Linked DNA regions of Mus musculus: all the other regions are linked to region 1. Evidence: chromatin contacts called from public ChIA-PET, Hi-C and HiChIP or PLAC-seq data. All regions are on one chromosome and are shown on one strand. Each heading gives the region's core, a stretch centred on a gene start, on an enhancer-like site or on the middle of the called end of the contact. The rest is flanking DNA. Distances are from core to core; before and after follow the strand shown.

The links. Hi-C and Micro-C count contacts between places; a contact is called where the count stands out from the background. ChIA-PET counts read pairs in DNA pulled down with a chosen protein or histone mark. HiChIP or PLAC-seq counts read pairs in DNA pulled down with a chosen protein or histone mark.
Region 2: a Hi-C map of the HPC-7 cell line shows a contact between it and region 1, with 2.3 times the contacts expected there. The contact joins the enhancer-like site here to the promoter of Tnfaip3 in region 1. A contact is called at or near these places in 9 of 39 promoter capture datasets (the 3T3-L1 cell line, 3T3-L1-derived adipocytes, the C10 cell line and 4 more), 2 of 15 datasets of contacts at CTCF or cohesin (CD8 T cells and thymocytes), 29 of 484 Hi-C or Micro-C datasets (the AML12 cell line, CD8 T cells, ECoMG-derived neutrophils and 15 more), 16 of 115 datasets of contacts at active chromatin or transcription factors (the 230-238 cell line, CD8 T cells, DN3 thymocytes and 12 more) and 4 of 9 other capture datasets (adipose tissue, bone marrow-derived macrophages, liver and 1 more).
Region 3: a contact with region 1 is called in a BATF HiChIP or PLAC-seq map of CD8 T cells, with 7 read pairs. The contact joins the enhancer-like site here to the promoter of Tnfaip3 in region 1. A contact is called at or near these places in 2 of 39 promoter capture datasets (embryonic stem cells and stem cell-derived epiblast-like cells) and 2 of 115 datasets of contacts at active chromatin or transcription factors (CD8 T cells and stem cell-derived neural progenitor cells).
Region 4: an RNA polymerase II ChIA-PET map of effector CD8 T cells shows a contact between it and region 1, with 292 read pairs. The contact joins the enhancer-like site here to the promoter of Tnfaip3 in region 1. A contact is called at or near these places in 8 of 39 promoter capture datasets (the C10 cell line, the HPC-7 cell line, cranial neural crest and 4 more), 2 of 15 datasets of contacts at CTCF or cohesin (CD8 T cells and the NIH/3T3 cell line), 9 of 484 Hi-C or Micro-C datasets (the C2C12 cell line, adipose-derived mesenchymal stem cells, bone marrow-derived macrophages and 6 more), 37 of 115 datasets of contacts at active chromatin or transcription factors (the 230-238 cell line, CD4 single positive thymocytes, CD8 T cells and 23 more) and 5 of 9 other capture datasets (adipose tissue, embryonic stem cells, liver and 2 more).
Region 5: a contact with region 1 is called in an HNF4G HiChIP or PLAC-seq map of pancreatic cancer cells. The contact joins the promoter of Perp here to the promoter of Tnfaip3 in region 1. A contact is called at or near these places in 3 of 39 promoter capture datasets (hippocampal neurons and liver), 11 of 484 Hi-C or Micro-C datasets (B cells, adipose-derived mesenchymal stem cells, cardiomyocytes and 6 more), 6 of 115 datasets of contacts at active chromatin or transcription factors (CD8 T cells, bone marrow-derived macrophages, effector CD8 T cells and 3 more) and 1 of 9 other capture datasets (pancreatic islet).

What each region holds. Positions count from the first base shown.
Region 1 is chr10:19,014,063-19,016,762 of GRCm38.p6, reverse strand. Tnfaip3 (tumor necrosis factor, alpha-induced protein 3) reads left to right here and starts at 1,353. Exons shown (of 9, transcript NM_009397.3): 1 at 1,353-1,610.
Region 2 is chr10:19,238,891-19,241,590 of GRCm38.p6, reverse strand. The region is part of intron 2 of Gm40607 (a long non-coding RNA gene); the gene reads left to right. Among named protein-coding and RNA genes, the nearest start is that of Gm40607, 3.3 kb to the left of the region's middle. Within about 2 kb of position 1,385, at least 14 of the 459 cell types and tissues checked have an H3K27ac peak or open chromatin away from gene starts, as enhancers often do. A contact at or near this core is called in CD8 T cells, the HPC-7 cell line, the P5424 cell line and 2 more, where this site is marked.
Region 3 is chr10:19,267,330-19,270,029 of GRCm38.p6, reverse strand. No RefSeq gene overlaps it. Among named protein-coding and RNA genes, the nearest start is that of Gm40607, 25 kb to the right of the region's middle. Within about 2 kb of position 1,394, at least 23 of the 459 cell types and tissues checked have an H3K27ac peak or open chromatin away from gene starts, as enhancers often do. A contact at or near this core is called in CD8 T cells, where this site is marked.
Region 4 is chr10:19,208,525-19,211,224 of GRCm38.p6, reverse strand. No RefSeq gene overlaps it. Among named protein-coding and RNA genes, the nearest start is that of Gm40607, 34 kb to the left of the region's middle. Within about 2 kb of position 1,259, at least 57 of the 459 cell types and tissues checked have an H3K27ac peak or open chromatin away from gene starts, as enhancers often do. A contact at or near this core is called in CD8 T cells, effector CD8 T cells, embryonic stem cells and 4 more, where this site is marked.
Region 5 is chr10:18,843,635-18,846,367 of GRCm38.p6, reverse strand. Perp (PERP, TP53 apoptosis effector) reads right to left here and starts at 1,297. Exons shown (of 3, transcript NM_022032.4): 1 at 962-1,297. The coding sequence starts at 1,175.

The DNA of each region.
Region 1 (2,700 bases), core at 104-2,603:
TGGCAAACACACTTGAAGTCCCAGTGGCACTGAGTATTTCTATCTGGTTTGCGCTATTTTCTAGGAATCCTGCCAGGGGACCCTAGAGATACACACTCACACACACACACACACACACACACACACACACACACACACACACAGAGTAAATTAATCACACTAAACACTATTTAAAATAACATCAGGTCACTCCGCAGACCTCCCGTGGTCCCTCAAACAGATCCCGGCTCCTTTCCGGGAAGAGCCTCACACCCTGCACCCTAGCCCCAGCACAACCACCCAGAGAGCTCTGCTCAGCCCCTTGATGTATCAAATGTGGCTGACCCTTGAGGTCTTATCTCTAGACTGCCTGGAGGTTTCTTTGTCACAGAGTTTCAATGTCACCTTCTCAGAGTGGCCCTTCCTGGCCAGTGAATGAAGCCACCTCAGTTTCTAGTGTGTAGCTCTGCAGAGAGTATCCCCACCCCACCCCACCTCACCCCCATACACACTCCACTTTCTCCAGAAAGGTAAAAGCATTTTCGCTTCTTTCTGCAGAGCTCAAGCCCCTGTCTAAGTGAAGCGAAGCTTTCTCCCCTCTCAAGAAAGGCAAGTCGGGGATCAATCAGGGCATTGTGGAAGGCTATCCTCCATTGGCTTCATGGGGCGAACTAATTCTCAGGCCAGCCAAACAATACTTAAGAAAACAACTGTAGAAGGATCGGGGAAAGCCAGCAATAAACTTGAAGAAATTTCTAAACTTTAAAACGCTCCTTGGAACAGGGAAATAAAGGAGAAATGGAGGGTGTGTAGGAGTGGGGGTGGGGGAGGCGAATCTAATTCTCTCTGAAATTGACCTTGCCCCCCCCCACCCCCCGTAACTCAAAAACTGCAGGACCATGGGGTCTGATCTCACTCTGCACTGCATCCAACCTGAAGCTGACACATGGCTTGGAGAACCCTGCCGCTTTTTCTGTCAATTCCCTTCGGGACCCTGCGGAGGGCTCTTTCTGAAGTGCTCATCACGTGCACAGCCCAGACTTCAAAGCCAAGCTTCAAGCCTGAGGTCCTGTGTGTCTGGGTGGTTTTTTGGGTTTTCTCTCTAATTTCCCTTCCTTTTCACAGCTGATTTTCTTCAGAAAAGAAGCTATAAAAAAGAACCTATTGCATTTCCAGTTCCCATCACCGCGATTTCCACATGGATGTGACGTGGAAGGCAGCTTCCGAAATGCCCAGGTGACTCACGCGGGGACACCCCGGGGCGGGACCTAGGAGTTTCTCCGGGCGGGGCGGGCACGGCTTAGAGCGCCCTCTGCCGGTCGGCGGCGCGCCACGCGGGTCACGTGACTGGAATTTCCATCGGAAATCCCCCTGTTGGCAAAGCATACAACTGAAAGGCAAAAAAGGGAACTGCCCAGTCTGTAGTCTTCGGAGCCGGAGGCGGAGCGGTGAGCCAGGCCGCCGAAAGACGTGCACACCCCCTCAGCCAGCGAGCCCGATCGGGTGTCCATGGGGCTCCGCCTCGGCCCGACCCCCACCACGACCCGGACCACGATCCCGGGCTGCGGCGCGCGCCAGTGACGGCCGGCCGGCCACTTGGGCTCTGCGAGGGCTCCGCGCGGCCCCAAGAGGTGAGCGATGCTCCGGCTGCGGGGTGCACGGCTAGCAGAATGCGGGGGTCCTCGGTCAGTGGGGTGCACTGCCAGCCAGATTCGGGGTGCACGGCCAGCTCAGTGTGGAGCTGCCTTGCGCTGGCTTTGCAGGGATCCTGGAGTTGGGGTATTGTTGGCCGGAGTTGAGGTCCCGGTGCCAGGTGTTTAGGTTGACAGCCCGAAGTTTCTTCAGCCGACTAGTTAGCTAGCTATTCCTTTTCGATCCTGCAGGGTGACAGGAGCTGCAGCTGGCTGATGAATAGTCAGTCACCTTTTGGGTTCCTAGGTCGTGTGGTCGTGGGTGACACCCCCCCCCCACTTGGAAATCAAGTGCAGCGTGTTCATAGGCACGTAGACCTTGCAGAACCGCGTTGGGCTTTTTTCCCATATTGTGCACAACTGGCCCAACAGGGGATGGGTTTCTCAGAGGCCACCAAATCCAACTTGGAGACTTCGGTCAGCTAACCTTTCAGTGATCTGTGGGAGGAGGGTTGCGGGGCGGGAGGTGGAGGGGAGGGGCGTGCTTTGAGATTGCCACTAGGTCTCTAGTTGCCACAGTTTAAGAAGAGTATGCATGCAGAAATGATTCTCTGGCCTGCTTGTTGGGGACTCCACTTTAGGTGGCATGTAAGACTCCCTGCTGCAGCCCCGACTCCACACTGAGATAGTGTGTTGTCAGTCCGGGTCCGTTGTCCCACATCCTGCCACCTGGCCTCTCAGGAAAGCTGAGGTATTAAGAGCTCTTTTTGGAGCATGCTTTGTTTTCTCCTGGTCTCTGATCTTTCTTTGGAAAGCTAGTCTGGTCAAGTGGGGGCACCGTTTGGAGAACTGATCACAGTTAGTTAGCCTTCTGATGTCCCAGATTATTGAGCAACTGATCCGGTCTCCATTCTTATTGTCTGAGATGCTACTTGGATCTTTTGCAGTTCTTTGTATGGATTTGTTTTGTTTTGTTTTGCTTTGCTTTGCTTTTTTTGGAGGGGTACTTCCCAACAGTTGCCCGAGGTATCTGTTGATAAATAATACATAAGTTTCCACATCGCAGACAAAAAAAAAAATCTGTTCAGAG
Region 2 (2,700 bases), core at 136-2,635, 220 kb before region 1:
AATTCATAACAGCAGCAAAATTATGGTTATGAAATAGCAATGAAAATAATGTTATGGCTGGAGGAACCATAATACATGAGGAAGAGTATTAAAGGGTTGTGGCACTAGGAAGGCTGAGAATCACTGAGTTTTGACATTAGGGTTTCCACCTTCAATATCCCTCTACATCGTTGTACAGCTGCATAGCACATATGAAACAAACACATGTACATATAATGGAAACATGTTTTCTGTAGGTGCCCTGCTTTTTCTTGGTTCACAGCACGTGGCGGCTCAAGTCTTTATGGAAATGGTTCCACATCAAATCCACACAGTGAATGTGCAGTGTATTCAAAGCTGTCTAGGCGATGTCTCTTTCTCTTAAGCTTGCTTTTGCCCCTCCCAGCCTCTCCTTCCTGCAGACTGCTTGCTCCATCCTGAAGGACCTGGCATCCAGACGCTAGAAATGATTGTTCTCTACAATGCTAAACACAACCCACATGCCTACCTAGGCTTCCTCTACCTAAAATTCCCACTCATTTGTTGTATTTCTGTTCTACTGATTGCTACCATCAAAATCCCTTGAGTTTCATCTCAAACCTGCCTCAGTCTTCCCAGACACCAAGAGGCAGTGCTTTCTTCTAATGCATGCACCATTGAACTACATACTATTGAACATTTGAGACAGTTTACCACACTGACTCTTTGGCTCCTGTTTTCTCCTCAGACTATGAAGAGTCACCCATCAAATATGCCACAGTAAAGATGGGGACTAAGCCAAGTTGTATTCTGGCGCTACCTAGAAACTACTCTAACTATATTTTCTATAACTTACAAATACATCAAGGGCACGTTTCTTTCTTCCAGTCCTTAAGGCTATAGGGTAGACATGTTTTACCCATGTGTGTGTAGGCATTTTAAGCAAGCATCGAACACACCACCTGCATTTTCACCCTTAGCTTTTATTCTTTATGCTTCTTGTCACCAGCGCATTCCCATGTAGGGTCTGGAGTGTCTGGGGCCCAGGCAGGTCCTGGCATGGCCTTCGGACCCAAAGCCTCTATTAAATAAATAGGTAAACAGAGGCTGTAAAGAACAGGTCCAGTTGAAAGTGGTCTGAATTCTTTACTCTCTCCCTCCAGGAAGCAATTTTGCAGCACTTAATTCAGAGTCCACACCCAGCAAGTGCTTAAACACGTTTTCTTACAGCCATTTCACCTCATTTTATTCCAATAAGGAGGTTTAAAAAGCCATCTCCTTCCCTTCGTCCCTCCACCTCTGCCCTTTCCGTTCCTGTCTTTAATGAGTTTTTAGTGTTTTAGTTAACATTGCAAACCTGATAGTGACACAGAGTCTGAACAGAACAAGCAGAGTGGCTTAGAGGGTGCGGTGCGTGGTTTCTGTTTTGTTAGCTCATACTGCCCTCTTCTGGTCACTGAGCAGATTTAAAACTTGGCTGGGTAGAAAAAACAAAAAACAACCAACACCCCTCCTCTAAACTAAAAAACCAACCTAACTAACTAACTAACTAACTAACTAACTAACTAATTAAAACCATGAAGAAAACTGTGCAAAGAATAAGTGACAGTGTACAGGGAAATAAAATCTTTCCATATGAATAACCATGACATGAAAATATGCAACACCACTGCCTATGTGTGACTAAGTAACATTTTTTGTTGTTGTTGTTATTCTTAAAATCCAAAATACTGCTGTCTTCTCATTTTTGTCTCTTTGTCATTTTTACGTGGGTAAATTCATGCAATCTGTTGAGAAGAACGTCACTGGAATGGCTTAGGGGTTCTCTTCCTTGTTCCAGCTCCCCTGAAAGCTTGTGGGGATAGGGCAGTTTGCTCTGTAACCAGCGGTGTGGTGTCTTGCCTGGGCTCATTAGTTAGGTGAACAGGGTCCAGGAGCCTTCTCAGCTCTCAGCTGTACTTCATCTGCTTGCGGCTGGAGCGATACCTGCTCTGCCTTCCTTATCAAGGATAACAGAAATAGAATGAAGACACAGCCTATGATGTTTATCTACAAATAAACGCACTGTTGTTATTTTTAATTAGTGTGTGTGTGTGCGTGCACGTGTGCATGTCTGAGTGTGTGTATGTGTGTGTGTGCGTGCACGTGTGCGTGTCTGAGTGTGTGTGTGTGTGTGTGTGTGCGTGCACGTGTGCGTGTCTGAGTGTGTGTGTGTGCGTGCACGTGTGCATGTCTGAGTGTGTGTGTGTGTGTCTGAGTGTGTGTGTGTGTGTATGTATGTGTGTGTGTGTGTGTGTGTATGTGTGCGTGCACGTGTGCGTGTCTGTGTGTGTGTGTGTGTGTGTGTGTATGTGTGTGTGTGTGTGTGTGTGTGTGTGTGTGTGTGTGTGTGTGTGTGTAGGTCAGAGAACACCTTGCAAGCATCAGTTCCCTCCTGATATTTGACATTAGGGATATTGAAGGTGGAAACCCTAATGTCAAAACTCATTGATTCTCAGCCTTGCTACTGCCACAACCCTTTAATACTGTTCCTCACGTATTATGGTTCCCCCAGCCATAACCCCCATGTGGGTTCTGTAAATCTAACTTGGGTCATCAGGCTTAGTGGACACCTTTACCCACTGAGCAATTAGTTTGCCCAAGAAGACATTTGCAATACGGATTTTAGGTGTTATAGTTCCCAGTGAAGTTCAGCTTCATTAAAAACCAAACCAAACCAAACCAAAAAAAGAAAAAATCCTT
Region 3 (2,700 bases), core at 145-2,644, 250 kb before region 1:
GCTAGTAGATGTCTACAACCTTTAATCTTATTACGTTGTATCCTGCCTAAATGTGGAACTCCTTTCAAACGTCTTATAATGAAATACAGATTCTTATCATTGTGTATATTTATTCCCATGCTCCCCCACCCTGTTGGCATCTATATGTCACATGTTTTAATTTGTTCTTTTACAAGTTCTTTTTTCTTCAACAAATCTATCTCATGCTACTAGAACCCTGCCCTACCCCAACTCCAATGTGTACTTCAACTATGGAGCAGTGTGAGGTCCAACCTTCAAAACCAACAATGAAGAAGGGTTGTGGGAGGGATGAACGGAGGCTGAAGGGGATCTAAGGAATTGTAGACAGTTAGGACATACATTATTCATAGCACACAGCACTAAGCAGGCAGATGCCAGCAGACCAAGCACAAGTTGGCTCATATAGGTAAGCATGATTACACACAGTGACTGGCACATTGGCTCAATGAGGTAGGGACAACAAAGGCTGACAGATATGAAGGGCCCAACCTTTTTACCTCAAAGCCATGTTTATACAGAATTACACAAAAGTGACATTTTGTCAGAGATATGTCACATGACAGATTGCATTACTGTTTACTTTTAGGTTTCCTAAACAGCCAATGTCTGTCATTTTGTGCTGTCTTATGGCTCCCCCATGCCCAGTGTTAGTTGTCTTAGTCCATATTGGGTATTGATATCAGCACTATAGTCTCTGAACAGAAACTGGCTTTTATAGCCTTTTGTTTCCTATAATAGATTCTGAATGCCCCAACCTACTCCATGCAAAATTAATAGTCTTTATACAAGCTCCTGCTATACTCCACACATCTGAGCTACATTTGTTCTCTCATGTATCCCATGTACATTTGGATTATGCCCATGTCACTGTCCAAGGAGATAGGTGCACAAACCAAGAAGTTAAGTTGTGACTAGAGAGAATCAGCGCTAAGAGGGGAAAAAACAAAACAAAACAAAACAAAACAAAACAGTGATCATCATAGTCCACAAAGAGTATCATTAGTGTGAAATAATAATGAAAACATACAATTTGAACTTGAGCTTGGAGATCTTCTGCAGGATAATACTCATATTAGCCTTATGAATTACTTTCTATATAAAGCATTGCTCATTTTTACACATTAGCAGAGTGGGAGTGCTTCTCTATCTATATGCTAATATATGAATGTTCTAAAACATATTTATGAAATATTCAAAGTAAGGAAGGCCTGAGATTGGGACTGGGTAGATACCGTTTACGATCTCACGCAGTCAAGTAGAACTGGTAGAGTTAAAAGGAGACCGTTCTCAGGCACTGTGTAGAGGCTCTCTCTTAGTCAGGTTCATTGACTACAAGCAACAGATACAGATTCAGTTCACGTTAACTAGGAATGGTGCTTTAGCAAGCAAGCCCTCTAATACTGAGCCACATGATTGGGCCAGAGGAAAACAACTCATGACGTCTGTGGCTAACCAGATGATGCAAGACAAGATAAAATACACTTCTTGGAGAATAAGAAGGAATCATGATACCTATAAGAATCAGAAAAACAAAACAAAACAAAACAAAACAAAACAAAACAAAACAAAACAAAACACCCACCCTCTCCCTGTTTGTAAATATGCTAAGTCTTCCCGGAAGACCAGTTACTTCCCCTTCACCAAGCACCACCACCATCATTACTAACCACAACCTTTCTCCAAAGCGACAATCAACTCTAGCAACGCTGCAGATGCCCTCTGGGTTTGGAGTCCTCCTGAGCAGAATTTCAGGTCCTAGCCCACTTCCTGATTGTTTACAGGCACAGGGATGGGGGAGGGGACTTTCTCCTTCCTTTTCAGTAGGTGCAGGTGTGAGCCAGGGAGTTATTCATACGAATGAATGACTCATGAGTAAGATATGAATCTTCCTGTATGAATCATTATCACAAAGACCCCTCAAACAGTAAAAAAGATAAGATACCAGAAAGTCCACCATCATTATTCTGTTGTTCACTCCAAATTGATCTTATGGTACTTAGACTAGAAGTCTTACATTCAGTATTTGCTTTTAATTTTAAAATTAAAACAATTTCAATGAATTTTTTTTGATCAAACTTTAAAATCTCCTAAGAGAGCCTATCTGAATTTCCTATGGTATGATAAACCCTTAAGAGTTTTAGTGGGATTTGTCAAGTAACTAGCACGGACCTTTTTTCTCAAGGGCAGACATGAGAGTACACACCACACTGTGAACTGGCTCGTGGTAACTTTATCTTTTCCTCTCCTCTGGTGTTTTCTTATATAATAGAAGCTGGAAGCAGCGCTCAACCTTTTTTGCCTGCTTTGTTTGTAATTTCGGTCTCAGGTATGAAGCTGGTTTTGACAACTGAATCCTCTGAATACCAGAAGCGACATTTTAGGCTCTCTCTCTCTCTCTCTCTCTCTCTCTCTCTCTCTCTCTCTCTCTCTCTCTCTGTCTCTCTCTCTCTTATCTAACTTGCCCTCACAAATACCACAAAGCTATTGTTGGAAGAGCTATTTTCCAGAAGTCCTTGGGGTGGGCCCTGAATGGCATGCTCGGGTTTGCCTAATGTACAAGGCACAGGTCTTTCTTTATCCAGCCATCTTCTCAGGGCTGTGTTTATAATAAGTGGCCTTAGTAGATGGGGTGGTAATTCCTTTTGGAGCAAAGTCTCCTTTACAAACTCACTTAGTGCT
Region 4 (2,700 bases), core at 10-2,509, 190 kb before region 1:
GCTCACTGTGCTGGGAGAACTGGGTTCTGATGATGCCAAGTAGCCTTGGTTTCTATTGCTTATGTTCTTGCCCTTACCCCTCAACATCTGGTTATCTCTGATGTTAGCTGGTTTTGCTGTCTTTGACTGTGGCTTGTCCCTCCTGAAAGCCCATGTGTCAGTACTCCTGGGAGACCAGTTCTCTCTGGGAGGAATTTAGGTATGGAGAGCTGTGGCACAGGGTCAGCTCTGAGATGCAGATAGAAACTGTCTCTGCCTGTTCCTTGGTTCCTGTGTCCTGATGGCTCTGGGTGGGTCCCTCTTGGGTCAAGAATTTGAGCAAAAGGGGTGGTTTTACCTGTGCTCACAGATGTTTGGGCACTCCTGGGAGACCAGCTTTCTCCTGGCATTATTTGGATATGGAGAGCTGTGGCACAGTATCAGCTCCTGCTGCAGACTGAAACTGAAAGGATCCTGTCCCAGGCTGTCCAGCATATACTCTTAACCACTGAGTATCTCTCCAGCTTCACGTATAAAACTTTCAAAAGAAGGTGTATGTAATACATAGGAAAGATGGTCTTACAGGAACATTTAGGTGTTACAGCCATACTGGTTTCTAATAATGCTGTGGGATAGACTCAGGTCATCATGCAGGGCAAGTGTAATCAGCCTGTACTTTGGGGCCTCCAGAGAAGAGGCATGTAAGGAGCTCTTACAAAGGCTCTAAATCTATCTCTGTACAAAACGCTGTCTACGATGGAGTAACTTGCACGTGTACACTCACATGTCTCTTGGCAATAGGAGAGCCTTCGGAGAAATTTGCAGTTAAGTTTGCTGTCTTGCCATGGTGCAAATGCACATCTGAACTCACACAGACCTAAGTGGTAAAGGCCTAAGTACCACACGCCTGTATGTACAGACCCATCACTCACTCAGTTTCAGACTGTAAATGATTCTGAAGTCATTAAGAACTACCCAGAGCTTGCAGCAAACACATTATCATAGTTCCATCTAGCCTTTTCAGTGAACATTACAAACAAGCCTTTCGCTCTTGATCATCATAGTGGCTAGAGGAAAAGGGCTTCACTATTTGTAATCTACACAGGTCACTGATACTATCTCCATAGCTGATAGTTTCTTCTGGGATGTTGCTGCTGTCACTGCCTTCATGAAGCAGATTTTTAAATAGCTGTTATCATTTTGCTCCTGTTCTTGGAGGGTCACAGCTGAAGTAGACCATGACACGCCCACCTGATGAGCAATGCAAACCACTGATTTTTACTTTCAGTTTTGTTTTCAGTTCACTCCATGGGTCTCTTACTGGCAATGTTAGCAGCCAGTTTCTGTGTCATGATGAAGAAACTAATGTGAGACCAAATTAGACACATGTGAAAATAATGTCCTCAAGCTATGTGGTGACACCACAAACCCGAAGCTGCTGCCTGCCACTGTCATGAGTGTGGTCTGTCTCTGACAGAAATGACATTATGTGATGTACAGTTGTTCTCAGTACTCCATTTCATAAATATGTGCAAGTGCTGTGAATAAAGCTATAGTATAATTCATCTAAAACCTTTATGGATGTTGTGGCACTTCCAAATATTGTGAACTTGTCTATTAATACGTATTGACAATTTAGGTGGCACAGAAAAGGTCGGTGTGCTGAAGTAAATGGGAGTCTCTGAAGGGAACTGAAGAGAGGAGAAATGCTCTGACCCACTGGCTCAAGCTATGGAGGCTTGCTTCCTGGCTGATGGTCTCTAGAGGTGACACCTGAATCTTGAAAATACTTCATGAGGTCTGGGTTTGAGATTCCAGAAGTGTGTCCCGGAAATACGTCATGAAGACTAGGTTCTGAAAGACTGTTCTCTTCGTTGCTTCTAGCCCCATTCCCTTTGCTTCTTGTCCCACAGTGGTGTGAGGACCCTCTGTTACTCATTCCCACCACACTGTTCTACACTGTCTCTGAAGGACTGAAACCATATGAAGGGAGTCAAAATACAAATTTCCTCCCTTGTTGCTTTTCTCAAGAATTTTTTTTTCACAACAAGGAAAGAGCAACTTATGAAGACAGAGGAAAACATTGCTGCTGTTTTGTTTTGTTTTGTTTTTCAGAAAACAAGCACCTGTGTTTGATATCCCTTAGATGGTGTCTGTTGAGAATTAGTGAGTGTTACTGTTAAAAAAGAGGAGTCTATCTTGCAGCCTGACTGGAACCTGAGCTGACCCATCCCTGAGTGTCAGCCTTCTTAATTACATGCTTGAAATAAAAAGTTAATACCACTGAGGTAGATAATTCTAAACTAACTTTAGAAACATTCTATGTTTAATAGCTGGTTACATTTACTAGAAACAACACACAATTAATAATGTAATTACAGGTCACCTCACTAAAGCAATATATTTTATGAGGAAGTCTTTTCGGTTTGTTAGAGTAAATTGTATGCGTTAAGCAAATTTCAAAGAATTAATATATCAGGATTATATATTATAAGCAATAAAATTATGTTTTAAAATATCAGGTGAAAAGAGTCAATGGATTTCATATATACAGATAAAAACCAGCTTAAAAATACTTTTAAAAACTTTCATTTACAATGGAATTAAGAGATTAAATACTTGAGAATAAAAATAAGAAAACAAGGGGATGGAGAGAGAGCTCAACAGTGACAGCATGGGCTGTTCTTTCAGAGGCCCTAAGTGTCTTCCTGGCCCCCACGC
Region 5 (2,733 bases), core at 48-2,547, 170 kb after region 1:
AGGTAGAGCAAAGGCCTTTTAAAACAAGCAGGAATATCTGTAGTCTTCTCCTTTTATTGCCTGCCTCCCTGTCTGAGGAAGTTCTTCCAGGGAGAAAAAGCTGATAAGGGCCAGAACCCAAACCAAACAGCGTCTGGCAGAAGTCCTGGGTGCTTTAGGAAAAGAATCAAGTTATGGTTAATCTAGAAAATGAATGAAAACAAAAAAAGTAACTTGCTTCCTTTAAAGGGGGCAAACTGACCCGTAAAGCCTGCACACTGCTCCCTACACACTGCTGGTCACTACTGTCTCCATCCTAAACAGGAGGGACACTTGCTTGAGGGAGAAAAGGCTTTTCTTGGTTTTGTTTTTTCAAAGACTACTACTAACTTGTAAATCAAGTACTTGGGGCCTTTCCCTGGCAGAGGCAAACAGAGTTCCCCTGCGATGTGTACAGAGTTTCCCTGCGATGTGTTAAAAGTGGCAACTCAACTTCAGTGAAGTGTTTACTTCTCCGATTTTAAATCAGACTCAGATAAACTTCCTTAACATTCACTTTTCAACGAAGGCCACTCCCCAGAACAAGAATGAACATGAAACAGCTCCACAGCTAAGATACTGAAATATCTATCTAAATCATAACTGCTCCTACTTGGCCTGAAAGGACTTTCTCATAAGATTAAAAAAAAAAAGTTTAAGTTAGATGAAATGAAATGAATTCACCCTGGCATATTATTTATTTTTATACGTACTTTGCAATGACTGGCATCAGTTTGCACTGGTAACTGAGAAACTTTACTTTTAAATGAGTTGGAGTCTTTCAGGGTTGAGCCTGATTCGGGTCACCCAAAACTGCTGCTTCTGAAGTTTGAACTCTAAGCGGACTTTGAAACACCCACTACCCCTGACCTTTTAAAGATCAGCTCCAGCTGCTACCACAGCTCAGGCCCCCAAGGGCTTCCCGGAGGCGGCGGCCACTCACCGTACTCCATGAGGCTCTGGCAGCCATCGTCGTAGGAGCCGCTGCCGCCGCCCTCGTCGAAACACCTCCACCAAAGCGACGATGTCTGGATGTGGTTGCTAGACTGCAGCCAGCCGCGGCCGGCCAGCGCGATGATGTCGAAGGCGATGGCGCTGAGCAGCAGCAGGGGCAGGATCCACCTGCAGCGCTCGCAGGCCAGGCCGCAGCGCAGCATGTCGTCGGTGGCGGCGGGCGCGGAGCGGAGGAACGCCGGGCAGGAGCAGCGGCCAAGAGTGGTCCTGCGAGCGCTGACACCGCGACTAAAGGAAGAGGCGGCTCCCCCGAAGACGCGGCCCCCGGGCTGGCGGCGGGGGAGCGGCGCTCCAGCCACACCTTGATTCCGGTGACTCAGAGCGCACCGCCCCGACCTGCTGGGTCACCCGGGCGGCAGAGCTCAGGCTCGCCCCGGGCTCGTCGCCAGGGTGGGCGTGCCTGTGCCTCCAGCCGCCTGCAGTCCCACCAGATTGCCGCCAGCCCAGCGCACACACCTGTGGACACTCCAGCGCCAGCCTGTGCTCTGCCCTAAATTAACACAGTGTAAGGAGCATGGCTAAGGCTACACTTGAGCTCCAAGCACCGTGCCCAGGACATCCCAATAGCCTGTGAAATAAATGATGGGCCCTAAAATGTAAGGACTTGTGGGTTCAAACCTGGGAGCGTCTGTCCCTGGCTTCCACAGGCAGATCCTACACTTCCTGCCCGGATCTACCTTTGGACCTTGGCTCTTGCTGCCATAGACACGCAAATGTTCTGTGCTCTGGTGGTTCAGGCTGGGTGACCAGCAGGTCCCAGTGGCTCACTCTAGGTTGCGGAGGCTGTCTCTTAATCCGGGTAGCTTTGGTGTTGATAACTTCAGTTCCCTTTGCCCCAGTTAGTGTGTTCCCCACACATCTACCCTTTCTATCTACTTTACACAGTTTTTGTTTTTTCAAATATAAGCACGTGTCAGCATGCACAAGCAACTGAAATCCTCCCCAAATCCTGAGCTAGCTTCTGTCCCTAAGAATCTTCACTTGTAGCAGGGAGGGTGGGGCATCAGCCAGGAGTGGCGCTGAGAGAAACAAATTCCCAGTGCCAGGTCAATGGTGGCCAGGGAGAGATCAACCAGAGCATTCACTTTTTACCCCGTGCCCCGAAATCTTCTGACACCTCATGTCAGTTTAAAGATATGGAAAGCACTCAGTGGTATTTCCTTCTTACACAAGACGCTCGCAACAGAAGTAGTTACTAGGACGCATAGACTAAGAACACTGAGAAGATCTGTCTCAGAGTCCAAAGAATATCACTACCCAGCCTTCACTTAGCAGAAACCAGTAAGCATTTCAGTCCTGAAAACCGCAGAGGCACATACACGTTGAGCAAGGTTCATTGCCCACAGGACAAGTGCGGTGCGTATGCCCTAAACGTTAGGACCTAAAGGCTTTCAAACGTAATGAAAATATTTTAGCTAGCTATGTCCTGTGTGGAAAAGTCGTATTTTTACCAATCAAATGAGTTTCCACTGGTGTCTTAATGAATAATTTTGGAATACACACACACACACGCATATATATATATGTTTATATTATGTCCTCATTCTTGTGATACAATTTCCACAGTTTTGTGGAGAGGGACTCCTTAATATCAATCTGGTCAAAGGTAATTTTGACTGTTCAGAATCTCTGAAAGAGACTATAGTAATTAATTGGTTCTGTCGGCTCAAAGGGGAATAAGATATAGTTTATTTCTCAAGG